2 separate regions of the Mus musculus genome follow, and region 2 is linked to region 1. The links are chromatin contacts, called in public Hi-C maps. All regions are on one chromosome and are shown on one strand. Each heading gives the region's core, a stretch centred on a gene start, on an enhancer-like site or on the middle of the called end of the contact. The rest is flanking DNA. Distances are from core to core; before and after follow the strand shown.

Region 1 (2,911 bases), core at 275-2,774:
GCAGGGGCAGGGTCTTTGGATTTGAGGCCTGCTTGGTCTGCATAGCCAGTTCCAGCCTAGCCATCTAGACTGGGCTAGACTTACTCTTAAACAAACAAAAACAAAAATAACAAACCATATAAAAAATATTTAGGTATTATGCATAATGAATATATATTTTCCACTAGTACATTCATAGATGGCTGTCCTAAATATATATGCAGCCAATCCTGTATTCCTACACAGGTTCAACCAACCACAGATGGAAAATGTTTAGAAAAATACTTCAGGGAGGGTATAGGGGACTTTTGGGATAGCATTTGAAATGTAAATGAAGAAAATATCTAATAAAAATTTTTTAAAAAAGAAAAATACTTCAACTGAAAAACATATTGTCCCTTTGTAAATAAAAATAATAATCACTTGAAATGTTTCAATTCTACCAGGCACTAGAAGCTACCTAGAGTCTATAGGGGGATGTGACAAGTCCTGTACAAATCCTATCTAGGGTTTTCTGTAGCCCAGGCTAGCCTCTTATTCACTAGTGTGACTTTGAGCTCCTGGCTCTCCTGCCTCTATCTTCCAAGTGCTGGGGTTACAGGTGTGCATCACCACATCTTGTTCATGTGAAAGGGATGGAGCTCAAGGCCTGGACATGCCAGGTGGGCGCTCTACCAACTGAGCCACATGCCCAGTTCAGATACTTGAGCATGTATGGATTTTTATAAGCAAAGGATGTTTGGAAACCAATTCACCATGGCTACTGAGGGAGAGCTGCAGACAGGGCACATGTATAAAGTATAGAAACTACAACTGGCATTTTATCTACTGACAGTATAGGAATATGTCAACTCTAATGTCCCTGCAGTGAAGACATGTTGTTCAAGATCAAGTTGTCTCACGTGCTTTCTCTCGGTCCGCCACCACCATCTTGGTATCTAAGACTCACCCTGGACCACCAGCTCCACATCTCGGTGCTGAGAGCCTGCCACATTGGTGGCCACACAGCTGTATCTTCCAGCATCTTCTTGCAGGGCTCGGTCAAGGTGTAGGCTGCCGTCAGCACGGACAGCATGCCGGTTGCCTGGGGGGAGCTGGTGGGGGCAGAGAAGCAGGAGCACAGATGAAGCTTCTCTGTCCTCCAGGCCATCTCAGGGTGCTGGACCAAGAGGCCGGGGACCAGAGCTGGTAGAAGAGCCTGGTTGGGTGCACATTCAGCCCTCATCCTTCTCTGAGACCCACCATCTCCTGAGATCAACAGGGTAAGGGGGGAACTCCTCAAGGAGTCTACCATATTTAACTGCACAGGCTGCAGAGGAAGTAGTGGGGCTAAAGATTGCCTAAGTAGAGCCCATACACCTAAGACACACTCCATGTGCCACATGTATGCACAGAGCCACACCTGCTCAGAGCCCAGCTGGGGAAGGGAGGGAGGAAGGGGAGAAGGAGAGAAGAAGGGAGGAGAGGGAGCAAGGGAGGGAGGCAGCCCATGCCAGTGTTCACTGTACAGGGCTGTCAGGGCAGAGATGTCAGTACTATGCCTTTTGGTCTCAAGGTCAAGTTAACAGAGGAATCCTTTAATGCCTCTCTGCAGCCTGGCTTACAATCTTGCCTGCGCACTGAGGACCCTAGGGGGTTTCTAAACCAAAGATAACAGTGGTATGATCGCTAACCTCAGAGGTTCTGATTTCACTGGTAAAGCTGAGGCCAGGATAAACAACCATCTCCCAAAGAGACTCTAAATCACATCTGTGCTAGAAGGAAGCCATCTAAGTTGGGGGATCAAAGGCACAAGAGATAATGCTGTATGTGGGACTTGAAATGGGGTTGGCAAACTGTCTGCGTCAAGCGTCAGAGGTGAACTATTTTAGGCTGCATGATTTCTGTCTCAGTTGCGCATTTTGATCCAAGCATAGACTAATCGTGAGGGGATGTGTGTCAATAAAACTTTATTTAGAACAAAACAAAACTTTATTTAGCATGGGTTCAAGCCTCTGAAGTATGGCCATGGGGTTAAAGCCCAGCTTGGCCACCTACTAGCTATTTGATTTTAAACATGCTGTTTACCTTCTCTAAGCCTCAGTTTCCCTATCTGGTGAATGGGGAAAATAACTAGATATGAAGGATGCAGAAGAGAACCAGGAGTGGCTTTTATGTCACTTGTTTTGCCATTAGCTCAGCACAGGGAAGAGAAGGATAAGCAAGGGCGACTGGAAAGGCGTTCTAGCGGCAGGAACAGCATGGGCTAGTGCGTGGACACATGATTATCTAGCCGGATGGGAAACTGAGGCAGGAATTGTTAGGATGGGGTGGGGGGGTGAGGAGGTGGGGTGGTGAGATGCTTAGACATGTTTGAGCCTGCAGCAGGTGGCAGGTGGCTCTGGCAGGGACCACAGTGTGGTTGGAGCTGTTCCTGCTGCCTGGTGGTGGGTCAGGCCAGGAGCAGATCATGGGGAGCAGAAAGCACAAGCAAGCTCTGCTGTCTTCCTGAGGCATGCCACCTGCCCGGCAGCTGGTGCTTTAAGATGAACATGAACTGAGGAGAATCCTTTATGGTCTCCAGGGCACAGAGCTTTCGAGGGTAATGGCCCAGGGAAGTCAGAAAACACACAGGGCACAGGGTGATGGTATAGACGGCCCTGTGCCATGGAGTGAAGAAATGGCCCCTGCATGTGCTGCTATGAACTGAACCACACAGGGCACGGGCTCTTCCTGGAAACATCACAGCAGGGTGGTTTGGCCACTCTGCATGCTCTCTCCTCAGACCCTCCCCTGCACCCTCCCTCCTCAGACCCTCTCCTACACCCTCCCTCCTCAGACCCTCCCACTGGGCAGTAAGCAGGGACATGGTAGCACAAATGCCAGCAATTCATGAGACAGGTGATTCTGGGACAAACCAGGACAGAGAGTGAGGAAGAAGGGAACATTCCAA
Region 2 (2,911 bases), core at 267-2,766, 230 kb before region 1:
AAGAACTGTGTAAGCCTCACTGGAATATTCCAGGGTTTCTGTTTAAACAGCATTCAGTGACAGCCTGTGCTCACAACTGAAATTCCTTTTTGTTGGCAAGGTACATGTCGTGGGCCTCACACCTGCTATTATTCTAACTGCTTCCCTGACACATGGAGGCATCACAAACACTAGAACCAAACCTGCACACACCACTACTCCCACATACACAGCCTTCAAGGGCCATGGCACCAAAGGAGAATACCAGATTCCACCAAGTAAGTGCTCAACCTCAGGTAAGCTGAGAAGCCCAAAATCCACCCTACCCCCTCTCGACACAAGCATAACACAGAACTGCATGTGTGGTTCCAATCATCTATCTTATTGGGCACCTAAAAAAAACCCCAAAATCAGCAATGAGAAAGGATGTTGGGCAATGTACATGGCAAATGGCATGTCTTTTCAGGTCTCCTCTGCCCTCCTGGTGGCCCGTAGGACACTACCATCTCACTTTCTGAGTTCTCCTAGCTAATTCCAGCACACTGGCTCACACAGGGTCATTCTCACTGACCCTGAACCCCACACAATGGAAACTACCTGGGATGCTGAGGGGAAATCAACTTCTTAGACATGAGGTAGCTGACAATGTAAGACGTTCTTTCTGAGGAAAGCAACAGCCTGCTAGCTTCAGCAATAATCTTGAAATAAAAAAAGTATGGTGCTAAGCATACCCTTTCCTTGTTTTTCTTTCTGCAAAGAATTGCTAACAAAGTATCCCTAGACAATAAACCTAACTTTATAACAAGCAACAACTTTAATATTCATCTGTCCCTTTCCCTACCCCAGGTGCTTTGGGCAGATTCCAGAGTGCAGCCCTACCAGAAGAGAAATGGCAGGACTTTTATACTCAGCAAAACCAAAACCAAGTTCCTCAGGGGTTTTTATTGTTGTTGTTTTGTTTTCATGGTTTTTGTTTTGTTTTGTTTTTTGAGACAGGGTTTCTCTGTGTAGCTCTGTCTGTCCTGGAACTCAGAAATCCACCTGTCTCTGCCTCCCAAGTGCTGGGATTAAAGGCGTGCGCCACCATGCCTGGTTTCCTTCTCAGTTTTTGTTTTAAGTCTACCCGTGTGCAAGAGCACCTTTATGTGCAGTGGGGGCTTCCTGGAGGTTCAGATGACGACTTGAGGTCAGCACTGGAGTATACAACTGTATACTACAGCTAACAGGCCTCCATGCTCCTGGGGAATGCTGGGACTAGATACTGTCCAGAGCCCAGACTCCAGGCAGGTCCTCCTGTTCTCACAGCAGGTGCTTTCTTACCCAGCCCTCCGCCGCAGAGTGTTATCACTCCTCCCTGTGGCCTCCCTTTGGCTGTCTTCTGATTATAACCAGCCCTTTCCCAGTCTCAGTTAAGGTCAGTGACGCCCAGGTGGTTAAGGGGGACACAAAGGCTTCCTGTGTCCCACACAGCCAACTCCTGTCCCAGACAACACACCTTGGCTGAACCCAGCTGGAAGATCTTGAGCAAGTAATCTGTTACTGGCTTTGCCAACTACTTTTTGTTTGTCTTCTATTTTTGAGTACTGGCTGTCCTGGAAATCACCATGTAAACCAGGCAGATCTTGAACTCACAGAGATCTGTCTGCCTGTCTCCCTAGTGCTGGGATTAAAGGTGTATGCCATCATGCTTGGCCTCCAATGACTTATTTTTGAGAACTGAGAAAAGGGAAGTGAAGACAGGAGAACTGAGGGTTCCAGGCCTGCCTGGTGTATTTGGTGACACTCTCAACAAAGACAGAATAGGCAACTGCTTCATAGCTCCTCACTACTGAGCTTGCCTTCTTTCCTAATTCCTAACTTAACAAGGGTAGGTTCTGCCCAGCTCCCAACCCCTTCTTTGGATCGTGACCAAATCCTAAGCATGCTTGTCCTGACGCTCAGGTTTCTTATTCTCTTTCAACGACACCCCTCACACCCCCATACAACATGTAAGTTTCTTCTGAATCCTAACTAAAAAGGTGTAGTGCTTTCTTCCTCTCCCACATCTTCTTCCTAACAGCTCTGAGAGTCACAAACTACAAGTCTGGCAGTTTCTCTCAGACTGGAATAAACTAGTCTGCAATCTTCAAACAAACAAACAAACAAACAAACAAACAAACAAACAAAAGTGAAAATGAGTTAGGAATATGCCAGCTAGCCCATCGCTTTAGAGGTAAAGAATCAGGAGTTTGAAGCTATCATCAAAAAGTGCAAATTCAAGTTTGTCTCAGTGTCACTCCTGCTTGCTCATGAGCAGAAAAGGCCAGCAGCAGCAGCTACATGAGGCACTGCCTCCACCATCTCTACTGTCCCATTGCCAGGGAGATGCTGTCATTAGCAGCCTTCTAGGGCAGAGCACAGGACACTGCACACTCATCCAAGCTGCCTGGATCCACATGGACTTTCTTGTTTATCCTGGTACTTTCAGATCACTGTTTAGAAGGTGCTGAGGATGGAGCCCAGACTCTCCTGCACACTAGGCCAGTGTATGACCACTGAGCTGCACCTCCATCCTGTAATAGCACTTCTGTTATTCCTCATCCATCACATAGGGCCATTTGGATGCTTAAGAGTCAAGCATGAATAAAAACCTGCACCCCTTTCCCAGTGTACCTTAAAGCCAAGGCCTGACCCAAGAACAACAGTGTAAGACTGAGTGAAGAGCAGTGGCCTGAGGCCATCACCACACCCAGCCCTTTTAAGGACCAATGTGATGATAGTGAAGGCTTACACTGTTTTAATGTGTATACTAACTAGTTCTGATGGACATAGGATTTAACTTACTCATGAGTTTGTTTTTAAAAAAAAAACATGGGAGTCTTTCTCTCTCTCTCTCTCTCTCTCTCTCTCTCTTTAAAAGATTTATTTATTATATGTAAGTACATTGTAGCTA

The links. A called contact is a pair of places that touch in the nucleus more often than the background predicts.
Region 2: a Hi-C map of Sertoli cells shows a contact between it and region 1, with 6 times the contacts expected there. The contact joins two enhancer-like sites. A contact is called at or near these places in 2 of 484 Hi-C or Micro-C datasets (Sertoli cells and nephron progenitors).

What each region holds. Positions count from the first base shown.
Region 1 is chr2:31,362,379-31,365,289 of GRCm38.p6, reverse strand. Hmcn2 (hemicentin 2) reads right to left here. Exons shown (of 98, transcript NM_001370902.1): 19 at 929-1,073. Among named protein-coding and RNA genes, the nearest start is that of Hmcn2, 50 kb to the right of the region's middle. Within about 2 kb of position 1,524, at least 3 of the 459 cell types and tissues checked have an H3K27ac peak or open chromatin away from gene starts, as enhancers often do. A contact at or near this core is called in Sertoli cells, where this site is marked.
Region 2 is chr2:31,587,971-31,590,881 of GRCm38.p6, reverse strand. The region is part of intron 2 of Fubp3 (far upstream element (FUSE) binding protein 3); the gene reads right to left. Among named protein-coding and RNA genes, the nearest start is that of Fubp3, 17 kb to the right of the region's middle. Within about 2 kb of position 1,516, at least 14 of the 459 cell types and tissues checked have an H3K27ac peak or open chromatin away from gene starts, as enhancers often do. A contact at or near this core is called in Sertoli cells, where this site is marked.